2 separate regions of the Mus musculus genome follow, and region 2 is linked to region 1. Evidence: chromatin contacts called from public Hi-C data. All regions are on one chromosome and are shown on one strand. The core of a region is the stretch at or near the end of the contact, and the rest is flanking DNA. Distances in the headings are between cores, read along the strand shown. Region 1 overlaps Srcap (Snf2-related CREBBP activator protein). Region 2 has its middle 13 kb from the start of Gm51458.

Evidence for each region. Hi-C and Micro-C count contacts between places; a contact is called where the count stands out from the background.
Region 2: a contact with region 1 is called in a Hi-C map of liver, with 2.3 times the contacts expected there. The contact joins two enhancer-like sites. A contact is called at or near these places in 3 of 39 promoter capture datasets (embryonic stem cells, fetal liver and trophoblast stem cells), 2 of 484 Hi-C or Micro-C datasets (liver and nephron progenitors) and 2 of 9 other capture datasets (adipose tissue and pancreatic islet).

What each region holds. Positions count from the first base shown.
Region 1 is chr7:127,545,602-127,552,513 of GRCm38.p6, reverse strand. It overlaps Srcap (Snf2-related CREBBP activator protein), which reads right to left. Exons shown (of 34, transcript NM_001304266.1): 26 at 3,109-3,374; 27 at 2,779-2,981; 28 at 86-255. Among named protein-coding and RNA genes, the nearest start is that of Tmem265, 12 kb to the left of the region's middle. Within about 2 kb of position 2,888, at least 8 of the 459 cell types and tissues checked have an H3K27ac peak or open chromatin away from gene starts, as enhancers often do. A contact at or near this core is called in liver, where this site is marked.
Region 2 is chr7:127,646,869-127,653,913 of GRCm38.p6, reverse strand. No RefSeq gene overlaps it. Among named protein-coding and RNA genes, the nearest start is that of Gm51458, 13 kb to the right of the region's middle. Within about 2 kb of position 4,848, at least 15 of the 459 cell types and tissues checked have an H3K27ac peak or open chromatin away from gene starts, as enhancers often do. A contact at or near this core is called in liver, where this site is marked.

The DNA.
Region 1 (6,912 bases), core at 1,639-4,138:
AAAGACTTTTTAATTTTTAAGGTCCCTTCGTAAAAGAAACAAAAGCTGAGGTGAGTCTCTGGAGGGCTAAGAATTCTCAAGTTACCTGTCTCTGCTCCACTCTAGTAGACCCATCTAGACGCAAATACAGATGGCCATGGTAGGTGAGAAATTGCTCTAATACATCCAGCATTCGGGTCATCTGGGTAAAAATGAGCACCCGGTGGCCCTCCGCCTTGAGCTGCCGTAACAGCACAGCCAATGTCTGCAACTTTCCTGAAAGAAAAAAAAAACAAAAACAAAACCAAAAAACCAAAACAAGCATGAAGGCGTCTGAGGTGAGGTACACAACAGTAGACAGACAGTAACACAAGACAACTCCAGCTGAATGAAGGTCTTAGGTCAAGGTTTCAACTAGTCTAACGAATGAAAACCATTAAACTCCCTACTTTTTACCCTTAAAGGTTCTTTCTTATAGTATGTTCCTATCTGGGACTTAATTCCTCTTTAACCTAGGGCTGAAGCCACAGAGCAACAGATCATCAGGGGATAGAGTAGGAATGTGTGTTCTTAGTGTTTATAAGCAAGAAGGCTCAAAAGTACTAACCAGTCAGGCCAGCTGAAATGAGAATAGATTCACATTAGAATTATCAATAAATCTATAGTCAAGGTTTACAGAAAGGAATTTAAGGCCCAATTACAACCATAGGAAAAGACAGACCAGGATGGTAAAAGGTTATCTAGTCATCATAGAACAAACAGAATTGACCTTGGGACTCAAGAAACAAGTGCTCTTTCACAGGAGCCAGGTTAGGTTCCCGTATCCACAGGGTAGATCACAACCATCTGTAATTCTAGTTCCAGAGAATCCGGTGCCCTCTTTTGACCTTCTTGGGCAACAGACACGCACATAGCGCGCGCGCACACACACACACACACACACACACACAGGCAAAACGCTCATGTAAAATACATAAGTGTTTAAAAAAACATTAAAATAGAAACAACTTGTATATTATTTCCAGTAAGTCAGCTAGCAAGACCAGTGAGTAAGGTACTTGCTGTCAAGTCTGATATCTTCAGTTAGTTCTAGAACTCACATGGATCCAACACACATAAATTGTCTTGGACATTATACTATGTAGGCATCTATAGAAAACAGAGTAATAAAAACATTTGGTAGTGTTGGAGTCCTAGGACAACCTCAATTGACACTTGGAGATACATTATTTTCAGCTCCAAGTGTGTGTGTGTGTGTGTGTGTGTGTGTGTGTGTGTGTGTGTGTGAGAGAGAGAGAGAGAGAGAGAGAGAGAGAGAGAGAGAGAGAGAGAGAGAGAGAGAGAGAGAGAGAGATGAGGGGTGTGCTTGGGATTGAATATGGAGCCTCGTGCACGCTAGGAAAGCAATTACCACTGAGAGTTAAACCTGCAGCCCAGTTTCAAAAGACCTACAATTAACCTATTATGGTTTCAGATGGTATTTAAAATGGAGGTGGGGTAAGGTAAGGCTGCAGAGATGGCTCAAAAATTAAAATACTTGCTATGCAAGACTAAGTGCTTGAGTCTGATTCCCTAGCATCCTAAGGGTTGAGGTAAAGATAGGAAGACAAGGTTGGGGGGAACTGAGGGTCAGCCATTCTAGCTGAAATAGTGAGCTCCAGGTTTACTAAGAGACCCCGTATCAAAAATAAAGGTGGGGGAGAGAGAGAGTGAAATGAGGTGTGTGTGTTATGTATATATCATGAAATTGTCTGTATAACAACATGATATGGTAAAGGAACAAATTTAATCCATTATAGAAAATAGATGGGAAAGTAATAGAGAAAAATAATTGACCTCTGGCCTCTAAACTCATACACAGGCAAGTAGACTTGCATATTCATGTATGAATAGACACATTATATGCACAAGAAAAATTTCTTTTTTTTTCTTTAAGACCAGGTCCCACTTTGTAAACAAGGTTGGCCTCAAAGTTACCCTCTTGCACAAATGTGCTTCTCAAATGCTGGGATTATGAGCCTGTATTAACCATCCCAGGTCTCTCCCCTCCCACAAATAATGTATTTTTTAGAGAAATTTTCTCTCATATATTACATCTCAACTGCTGAACAAAAATTCAGTGTACAGACAGAGGCAGAGGGATTTCTGAGTTCAAAGCCAGCCTGGTCTACAGCCCAGCCAGACATAAAAGCTTCCAAGACTGCCAGAGCCATAAAGAGACCCTGTTTCTAAAAAAGCAGAAACAATAAAAATTATATAATAATAATAATGATAAGCAGAAGATCTTGAACTTGCAGCAATCCTCCTGCCTCTTTGTCCTGAGTATTACAGTTTACATATGTGCACCTCAGACCCAGTTGCTTTGTTTTTGGATCTTTAATGTTTCTCTATTGCAGTACAGGCTGTCCTAGAACCTTTGTAAACCAGCATGGCCTTGAACTCAGAGATCTGCCTTCCTCTGCTGAGATTAAAGGTGTGCTTCCATATTCTATACTACGCTGCCTCACTTATTATCCCAAATGATAAGCAAAATGACAGATGTTCATGACAACCACTGGATAAACAAATCAATTAACATCATATATACATCACTTCCACAAAAGCTCCCAAAATGTTGCCTCTAAGCATCGTTTCTTTGATGTAATGATCTTGACACAAAGACTCAAGAATAATTTGGTGGAGAGGAGTCCAAGGCCATCCTCAGCCCCAGCAGTAAACAGAGGAGGTCGTAGGATACGCAAGACTGTCTCAAACCAAATCAAACAAGTACTGAGGGTCCTGAAATAGACAAGAACTCACCACAATCATACTGGATGAGTCTCAAGTCAGGGAACTGAGTACGCATATTACATACAATACGGTGCAAAGGACGGGCTCGAGGCCAGAGCTCACAGGCCAATTGCTCCTGGAAGGCTGCCTGATGAGGGGCCAGCCAAGGAGGTGGGTGGCAGGCATGCAGGGAAGGGGGAGGTGCCTCCACAGGAGGCATGACAAAGATGAACCTGTGAAAAGAAGAAAATAAACATTGTAAAAGATATGACCCTGAAATACCATAGAAATTAGCACCTTCATTAGACCTAAGAACTAAGCCCCCAAACCCACTCCCCAACAGCACTTAGCCCTGCCAACCTCTCAATGATTTCTGACAGCTGCTCTAGTCGCTGCTGGGGAAACAGTACAGCCCGACGGGCAGCCTCAGTGTAAGTCCAAAAGATGGGGTGGCTGGGGCCAGGAGAACGAGGACCAATGGGGCTGGCAACAGGTTGGGGCAAGGTACAGAAATCCAGGACTTCAGTCCCATACACGGGTGCCAGAGCCCCATGAGCCTCACTAAGTTGGAAAATCCGATCCAGGCGCTCAGATCGCTGCTGCTTCCGCTTTTCTTCCAGAGAGTCCTAAAGAAGAAAAAAAAAGAAATTAGTGTACTTAAGAGTTTACAACAAAACTTTGTGCTTTATCATGTCTAAAACTGTTTTCACAGTGCTAAATGACACCTCTACAAGAGAAAACTAACTTTCCTGTATGCTTATTAAAGCACAGTGCAAAATATTCAAAATAAAACCTACATATCCAACAATTGAGGCAATTTTCATATGTAACACTCAAACTGAGGGCATCTAACTTATAGTTTCTTGAAGTAGCTCCATGGAATGTGAATGTGCACTTTCATGCACAAATACATAGAATTAAAACAAAACAAAACAAAACAGCAGACACTGAGCCACATATGCTGGCACATGCCTTTAATCCAGTATTTGGGAGGGGATGCAGGTGGATTTCTATGAGATCCAGGACAACCAGGGCTACATAGTGAGAGACCCTGTCTCAAAAAAGGGGAAAAAAAAATACATGAAAATCAGGGAGTACAGGTTTACAAACAAAAAACCAAAAAAAAAAAAAAAAAAAAAACAAAAGAAAACAAACAAACAAACAAAAATGAGAAAGGGAAAAATAAGGAAAATGAAAGGGAAGAATGGAAAGGAATGAAATAAGGAGGGCCCCTTTTTTATTTCTGTTTTGAGACAGGGTTTCTCTCTTGGTACTTGCTGGCTGCCAGTGCTGGGATTAAAGGTGTGAGCCATGACTGCTTGGCTAAGGAGGGGGCCTTCTGAACAGGTAATAAAATTATTTGGTAAGATGAAGGAGGAAAGCTCAGAGTGTGAAAAGCAGAGAAAATTTTAATACATCGTGGTTATGTAGGTCAGGACTTTATGATGACTTTTCTGCATTTTGGTTTCATCTATTTTTTTTACACTTTCTATGAGTATGTCAACTTTTAATTATTTAATTTTTTCTTACATAATTTAACTATAATAGTTCATTTTCAAGTTCTGTCAATGTGAAAGAAATAAAAGTTCATAATGTAAGGTTAGAAACTACACAGGAGACATTAATAGTGAATCATGACTAGACAAATATATTCCCAAAGTGGCCAATGAGAATTAGTAAAGTCATTCACTCTATAAATAAAAGGCCACTATTTCTTATATGTACATAATTTTTACCTCAACCAATATAATTATTAGTAGGAAGTGTAATAAGAACTAACATTCTGGGGCTGGGGAGATGGCTCAGTGGTTAAGAGCACTGACTGCTCTTCCAGAGGACCTGAGTTCAATTCCTAGAAACCACATGGTGGCTCATGGGTCTGATGACCTCTTCTGGTGTGTCTGAAAAGAGCAATGGTGACTATCCCCCCTAACATTCCAACTAGAAGTATATGATAAACCAAATTCAACCCCCAAACTGACTATAAATATTATAGAATATTTATAAATATAGAAACTATCCATGTAAATTTGTATTTAAATTTAGATAGCTCCCAATTAGACATTTTTATCAAACTACTCACATATTCTCTGACAACACAGATACATAATGTAGAACAGCACTGTTTTTGTTTTGTTTTGCTTTTTAGCACAACTTATCAGTGAATTCTTTCATGAAACCCAGTAGAACTGAAGAGACACTCTAAAAAGATTGGCAGATAATTTAAATGAATTCTACACTCTTCATAGTGGCAAGACATGGTAGATTTACATGGAGTCAGACATCTCTAGATTGTTCTGATCATTTTACTTCTAAATAGTTACAGGCATCTGTTTCAAATGTAATATATAAAGTCGTCTAGTGATAACATGTGAAGCCTCTTACTAAAGTCAGAGATTTTCATGTGGTTCATTGCTTAAGTATTTATGCTGTTTCAAGTTATGAGTTAATGGCATATCAATGTTATCAATGAAACTTTTTTTTTTAGTCCTAGCTGTCTTAGAACTCACAGAAATAAGCTTGCCTTCCAAAGAGCTGTAATTAAAGGTGTGCATCACTACATCTAGTTTTAAGTGTTTCTTTGCTGTTTATTATGGACAATTTACTCTTAAAGTTGTGGAGATAACAACTAGTGCTAGAAGATGTGAGCAAACACCCTCATCACTGTTGGTGGGTGGTAGTATCCTGTTACAAAGATGTGCACAACCATACTCTCTGCTGCTCCACTTACAAGCTAAGAAATCCCATCAGTCTATGATTGGATGCCAAAACCTACTATAGGGAAAAAAAGCTCAGAAGATAAAAGTTCTTACCATACAAATCTTGACAACCTAAATTTGATCCCCAGAACCAACGTTAGGGAAAAAAAAATTAAACCACCGCCCCTCCAAATTCCTGTGTACTGGTGTAACATCTGACACTTCCTATAGGAATCATACACATTTTAGAAATTTAGTGGCCAAGAATGTAGCTCAGCGAAAGAATGGTTGGCACAAGGCCTTGGGTTGAATCACTGACACAAAACCCAAAACCAAACAGTAAGTTTTAATTGGGTTTTATTTGGGTAAAAAGAAAAATCAAATTGTGAAATTTTCAGGAAAAATACATGTAACTAGAAATTTACTTAGTGAAGTTACTCAGTCTTAGAAAAATGTTACATGTAACTATCATGTGTAGACCCTAGATTTGAATGTTTAGATTTGAGTTTAACTTGGAGTGCCAGTAGAGGCTATGAAGGGGAATGGAATACATATGACATGAGAACAGCAGTTCTCAATGGGATCAAATAACCCTTCATAGGGGTCACATATCAGATATCCTGAATATCAGATATTTATATTACAGTTTGTAACAGTAGCAACATTACAGTTATTAAGTAACAACAGAAGTAATTTAATGGTTGGCAGACACCACAACATGAGGAACTATATTAAAGGGTTGAAGCATTAGGAAGGTTGAGATCTACTGCTCTAGAGGGAGAGACTATCAAGAATGGAAAGGAATGTGGGTGGGGAATGGGACAGAGCAGAAGAGAAGGGAAAAATTAACCAAAACTAAGGATACAAGAACCATAAGGAAACTTATAAGCTAATTAAAAAAATATACAGGATGTTGATTCCAGGCTAGCTTGAGCTACATAGTGAGTTCTGTAACATTCAGTGCTACATGGAGAAACCCTGTTTCAAAGTAAGTAAACACTTTGTGTATGTGTATAACTATGGGGGTTAGAGGGAGAAACCCAGGATTTTAAGGGTGTTTGCTGAACAAGTATGAGGGCCTGAGGATGGACCCCAGCATTCAACTACCATACTAGGCATCCTCGGAAATCCTGTGGGTACAGCACTGAAGATGACAGACTGGAGAATTGTGAGGATGTGCAGCTCCAGCCTAGCCAAGAAAATGTGAACCCCAGATTTAGAGAAAGCATCAGTGGATAGTGATAGTGGACCATTGATACTCTTTCCTAGCCCCTGTGTGCACCTGTACTTGTATGCTTGTACATACATACGAATATGAGCAGGAACATATGCATGTATGCACACAGTGGTCTAAAGACCAGAAGAGGGTGTTGGAACTTGAGTTATGGATGGTTGTAAACCATTATGTGGGTGCTTGGATTTGAACTCCAATCCTCTGTTAGAACAAGTGCTCTTAACTACTAAG
Region 2 (7,045 bases), core at 3,599-6,098, 99 kb before region 1:
TTTGTTTTGTTTTAGAGACAGGATTTCTCTGTGTAGCCCTGGCTTTCCTGGAACTCTCTCTGTAGACCAGGCTGGTGTCGAGCTCAGAGACCTGCCTGCCTCTGCCTCCTGAGTGCTGGGATTAAAAGCATATGCCACCATGCCAGGGTAGATTTATTTTTATTTCATGTGTATAAATGTGTGTGTGTGTGTGTGTGTGTGTGTGTGTGTGTGTGTATACAGTACCTGATGAAGCCAGAAGAATACATTACATTAGATCCCCTGGAACTGGAGTTACAGACAATTGTGAGCTGTCATTGTGGATGCTAGAAACTGAAGCCAGGTCCCCTGGAAGAGCAGCCAGTGTTCTTAACCACTGAGCCACCTCTCCAGCCCCACAGGTTTCTTTTTGATATGTTGACTTAGAATTCTCTGGGCATCTACACAAGCTAGCGGAGCTCAGTCTTTGAGATAGCTCTGCTTTCCTTTCTGCAGACCCTTCATCCCAGCTGCCATGGTGACTGCACAAACTCATTCCTCTTTTCCCCACACAATCCTCAGCATTTGGCCTCATCCGGCTCCTTGTTGGTGGCCCTTCTGACTCAGACAAGATGAAATCTCCAGACCTCCTGACTACTGGTATCACAGGCATGCACTGCCCCCAGCCTGGACACTTATTGGTTAGAGGGAATATTTTTGTTTTGTTTGTCTTGATTTGATCTGATCTGATTTGATTTGATTTTTATTTTATTTTTTCAAGACAAGGAACTCACTCTGTAGACCAGGCTGACCTCGAACTCAGAAATCCGCTTGCCTCTGCCTCCCAAGTGCTGGGATTAAAGTCGTGCGCCACCACTGCCCAGCTGAGGTGATTTTCTATGTGATGGTGAGTTGCCCACGATAGAAAAGAGGAAAGGCTCTTGTCCATTGAGAATGTCCCCTTGGCCTATTTGGCTTCGGGGGATTCCACAGAAGTCCAGAACACCTTCCCGCAGATTTAAGAACTGGCAGCCGCCCGGTGGCTTTTAAGTGGCTGATGCATTACCGGTTTTCTTTTTGTTTTTTGTTTTGTTTTGTTTTTTTCTTTTTTTGGTTTTTCGAGACAGAGTTTCTCTGTGTAGCTCTGGCTGTCCTCACTCTATAGACCAGTCTGGCCTCGAACTCAGAGATCCGTCTACTTCTGTCTCTCAAGTGCTGGGATTAAAGGCTGTGCCACCACTGCCTTTCTTTTTGTTTTAAGGAGAAGTTAGATAGAGAGTCTTTGCCTGTTGTGGGCTGTTGGGATTTAGACAGAGGCCAGAGGAACCTTCAACCAACACTAGAGAGTAGCTCTGGCCAGGAGGCTTCAGTTGCCCCTTTAGTTTGTCTAAATCCACGCAATGGTGCTGACAGAAAGCACAGTAGGAAAAGGCAGATTAATGGTTTCCAGAGTGTGTGGGGGGGGTTCACCTTCCTGCAGTATTGGGTGCAGTCGTATCTGTTTGAGCCTCATGTCGGTGCCAGATGTGGGCCTGAGTACCAGAGACTTTCTAAGGAGATTTCTGACCAGACCTGGTGCAGGGGTTCCGGCGGCAAAAGGAAGCGAGTGCGGGCAGGGAGGCGAAGTCTCTGCCATGCCTTCCAGGTTACTCGGTAACTCCGAGCTGAGCCGAGCCGAGCCGCTCTGCACTGAGTTGGCTTCCATTGGGCCACTAGCGAGCGAGGAATGCGGCAGAGCCTCAGGCAGCGCTTCAGGAGAGCAGATCTCTTCCCCAGCGAGTGTTATAGCTCTTGGAACAAAAGGCTCAGACGACCGAGTAGTTCTCACACCCCTTTAATTACCTGGATAGAATTTATATACAGTTCTGGGGGTGATTCAGGGTTCCACAGCAAGTACCTTTTATTGGCTTGGACTGAGAGCCAGGGGAAAACCTTATTTGCATGTGGGAAGGCTTGGTGCTGGTTCTACCTGACTGATAGCCACACACCTCTCCTGTGGGTGTTGGGGGGGCAGAGGGGCTGTGAGGGCAGTAACTTCGATAGGAGCCAGGGGCCCAGGAGACATGATCAAATACCTTCTGTCCCATGTAGATGAAAATCATGACTCATCGGGTCCCCAGAGTTCCAGACCTTTACTCCACTGGAGACCAGGCTGTCTGTGTGTAGCTCACTGCCCCACAGTGGGAGCCACCACAGCCTGACTCAAATTCTTTTATTTTCTTTTTTTTTTTTTAAGATTTATTTATTTATTTATTTATTTATTATATGTAAGTACACTGTAGCTGTCCTCAGACACTCCAGAAGAGGGCGTCAGATCTTGTTACAGATGGTTGTGAGCCACCATGTGGTTGCTGGGATTTGAACTCCAGACCTTCGGAAGAGCAGTCGGGTGCTCTTACCCACTGAGCCATCTCACCAGTTCCCCCCCCCCTTTTTTTAAAGATGTATTTATTTATTATATGTAAGTACACTGTAACTGTCTTCAGACACTCCAGAAGAAGGAGTCAGATCTCCTTATGGATGGTTGTGAGCCACCATGTGGTTGCTGGGATTTGAACTCAGGACCATTAGAAGAACAGTCGGGTGCTCTTACCCGCTGAGCCATCTCTCCAGCCCCTGGCTCAAATTCTTTACCCTGTTGCTATTGATGTATGAAGGTTGTGCAGAACTGGCCCGACCTCTCACCTGCTCTTTCTGGAAGAGCTGGCCCTGAAGAGAGCCTCAGAGCTGACCCCAACCCTGCACAACTGCAGTACTATGAACAGCAGGTCCCACTATCACTCAGGGAGCACAGTAGAGCTGGCCCTGGTTGCAGAAGTTGCAGATGAGCCAGCGCCACTGGTGTGAGCATGGGAGGGCTGGCCCTGCCACCTGTCTCCTGGGAAGTGGCACGGATGAGGGAGAAGGGAGAGATGCTCTCCCCCTAACCCCCCTTGCCACCTACCACAGGCGAAGAGCTGGTCCCAAGGCTGTCAGAGTGGGAGAACTAGACCTGCCCCTCACCTGCTGCAGCACAGTAGAGCTGGCAGAAACATGCGTGAGCTGGCACTGCGGGCATGAGCGTGGGAGAGCTGGTCCCAGCAACTTGTCTGCTGTTTGAGGCAGAGATGATGATGATGGCAGGGCCTCATCATGGCCCTGATGGAGGAGAGATGCCCCCTTCTCCCATCCCTCCTCGTCCCTAGTCACCTATGACAGGTAGGAAAACTGGACCTGTCCCTCACCAGGAACAGCACTCAGGAGAGTAGGCCTACAACTTGTCTGGGCAGCACAGTAGCCATGGTCCTGATGGCATGAGCACCAGCGGTGAGCCACCCGGTAGGCATGAGACCATGAGAACCTGAGAGCTGGCTGTGGCATTGGACAACCTAGCCAGGCAGCGCTGGAGACCCTGCCCTGGTAGTGTGGGAGCAGAAAAGCTGGCAGGCTGACCAGCCCGGACACCTCTCAGGCCCAGATGCAGGGCTTTGAGTTGGCCCACCCCAACATCTACCCCATTGATGAACAGCTGGAGGGCATGGGCCAGTCCTACAGATCTAAAACTACAGGATCTCCATAACACCGGCAACGACAGGATATCCAGGAGGAATCTCAGTGAAGTCCCAGGAATGATAGAGTAGCAGAAGTCAGGTAGGTGCCTTGCAACAGACCAATGACTCATTGCAGTGGACATTTGCAAGTAGAGAAGTGTGCTGTGGGACACACTGTGACACACTACAGCTTCCACAGTGAGGTTTTTTTTTGTTTTTTGTTTTTCTTTTAGGGAGAGGTTGTAAGGGTGGAGAGTGGATACTGGGGGTTTTGGGCTCATGATGTGAAAGTCACAAAGCACCAATAAGAAATTAAAAACAAAACAACATTTTATAAGCACAATTAATACAAGATGATACTTTATAAAAAAATCAGAAAAATTTGAGACATGGCAAAGGGAATCATTAAAAAGAACAAAACAAAACAATAAGGGGCTGGAGAGATGGCTCAGCAGTTAAGAGCACTGATTGCTCTTCAGAGGTTCTGAGTTCAATTCCAAGCAACCACATGGTGGCTCACAACCATCTGTAATGGGATCTGATGCCCTCTGCTGGTGTGTCTGAAGACAGTATACCCACATACATGAAATAAAGAAATAAGTCTAAAAAAATACAGTAAGAAAAAAAAGGAATAAAAGAAGGTAAAAATATAAAAACACGTGCCTGTAGGCCTAGCATTTATTAGACGAAAAGAGAAGTATTAAGAATTCAAGGGTAGTGCCGGGCATGGTGGTGCAAGCCTTTAATCCCAGCACTTGGGAGGCAGAGGCAGGCGGATTTCTGAGTTCAAGGCCAGCCTGGTCTACAGAGTGAGTTCCAAGACAGCCAAGACAGCCAGGACTACACAGAGAAACCCTGTCTCGAAAAACCAAAAAAAAAAAAAAAAAAAAAAAAAAAAAAGAATTCAAGGGTAGGAAGTCCCTCCCCGCAGCAGCCTGCAGGCCACCTGACAGGGTTCTCTGCCTCAGCTGCCCATAGCACAGTTCTGCTCCAACCCACTGGCCCTGGGGGCCATGACCTGTGGGCCACTGGCTGTGTGCTCCACAGTTTAGCCATTCCCACGGCTTGCCTGCCAGTACAGTCTGATCTCAGGCCACGGCTGTTAGCTCTTATTCTAGTCCTAGCTGAATGTTTCTTTGCTAATACAACAATGTACTTCTCTATACCTCCGAAACTGTCAAAGTTACCTACGGTTCTCTTTCCTATCCTGTCTTGATGACTGCTATCAAATTCTATTCAGTTATAGCCAACCTACAGTGCTCAATCTGTAAGAAATTTGTTAATTATTAAGTTTGTGACAGTCAGAATTCCCCAAAGCCTCTAAGGTTCCTCCCAGGAAGTCTCAGGAGATGTGGACACAGCTGCAGGATACTGCCTGGACTGTGATGTGATCACCACTGAAACACGCAGTGGACAGCACTCGATACTCTGAGTCACGTGACCTAGCTAAAACCAAGGTAAGCCATTTTTCACGTCACACATATCCATTCCACAGAGAAAAAGCCTGCATCTTCTGTGCTTGAAAGCCAGACTGACTGCCCAACTTGCTGTAGAGACCATGGAGATCACAGAGAACTGTTGGCTAGTAGACTCTGTCATTTTTTAAATAATATAACTGCTAAATTATTGTTTATTCCCCAGACTTCTGGCTACATTGACAGCTAGAGAAAAAAACTTTCACAGATGTAATCTGTTATCTCCTTACCTAAATTCTGTTTCCATTGATTAAATGCTTCATACTTCCTCTTTTTGCTATGCCACTGTCCTAACATTATCTGAGTTCCTATAAATTTGCCTAACTCTAATAAAATATTCCACTATACAATCAAACTTTTTTTTGTTTGTTTGTTTTGTTTTTCAAAACAGGGTTTCTCTGTGTAGTCCTGGCTGTCTAGGAACTCACTCTGTTGACCAGGCTGGCTTCAAACTCAGAAATCCACCTGTCTCTGCCTCCCAAGTGCTGGGATTAAAGGCATGCGCCACCACTGCCCAGCTCCGATTGAACTTTTTAATCTTATTCCTTCTGCTCCACAAAAGGCTCATCTTAAAGACAATTCATGTGGTTAACTCATGCTGTTATCTCTTTTATAAACTTATAAGTTACAGGAAACCCAGTCAGATCTACCTCTCATGGACCAAATAGACTCCACCCAGATACGTACATCTGCCTAACCTATTCCAGAGGGTGGGATTTCTCTGGGTTTCAAATGTACATCTTAAGAAAAAAATTGTTTTTCTCTCAAATGTATTTACTCTTATTCTCTACCTATAATAATGTGTTTCAGCATCTTGTCAAGTCCAGGTGCTTACTACACCCAGGACAGCTCCAGAGAAGCAACCTTCATATGCTCCAATCTCCTCTCATAGACACACATTCCTACTGGACCTGTCCCTTCTGACCTATCCTCAGATGGCTCCACAGACCCTGGACAGCAAAGAGGCAGCCAACTCTCCTAAGACTGGATAAACATCCCCCATAACTGAAAGATCCTGACAGAATGCAAAAGGTCACAGAAGCCCTGAAATTGGCAAAATAGATTTCATGGCTAGCAGAACTAGCTTCACTGATTTAGAAAAATAGAGGTGCACAATGCTCTGGCCGCTCCTTGAACCCGTGTGTCTGCCAATGTTCTGGCCGCTCCTTGAACCCGTGTGTCTGCCAATGTTCTGACCGTTCCTTGAACCCAGGTGTGTGCCTACTGCTGCACCTCACTGCCAGGTGTTTGTGATATTGGTTGCTGGGACAGAGTCGGAAAATCTCCCCAGCAACCACAGCCCGGCCAATCCTGAATTGCTGCACCTGCTCCAGACTCTTTCCTTGTACCCCTCCCATACCCATTTCTTGAGAATAGACATTGTTTAGATCTGGAAATCCCCTACTCCCCCCTTCTCCTTTCCCCCCTGAGGACCTATACTGGAACCCCTTTCCCCTCGGGGTTGACTCCTCCTCTACCCCTGTGTGGGATATGAGTCGTCCCCAGAGCTCTGGCTTTCCCGAATAAAGCCTCATGTGGTTTGCATCAAGCTTGGTCTCTCGTGAGTTCTTGAGGGTCCGCTATTATCCCGAGGCTTGAGTGAGGGTCTCCCTTCGGAGGTCTTTCATAACCATCCCTCTAGATGGTTTCCTAGAGATGTCGCCCCCAATGTCAGCATGAAGCAGCCAGATATCACGATGACCCTATTCCTGCTTCACCATCATCCTTTTAATTTTTCTTTTTTAACTAAACCAAATCAGGAGAATGTTGGTATTCTATCTGGTCTCCACTCCCACAGTTACCTGGCAAAAACCATGTAGGCTTGGCTCAGTATAAAAGGGGCTGCTTTCCCCCCCATCTTTCTCTTGCTTCTTTTGTGTCTGTTACTCTCTACTCTTGCCTCTCTCCCCATTCCTTTCCCCCCTCTCTCCACGTGGTCATGGCCTCTACTTCTCTACTCTCTCCCTCTCTCTGCCTTTCTCTGCCTCTACTGCCCTCTTAACTCCCCTCCACATGCCCTGAATAAACTATTTCTACACTTAAAAAAAGAAAAAGTAAAAGAAAAAGAAAAAGAAAAAGAAA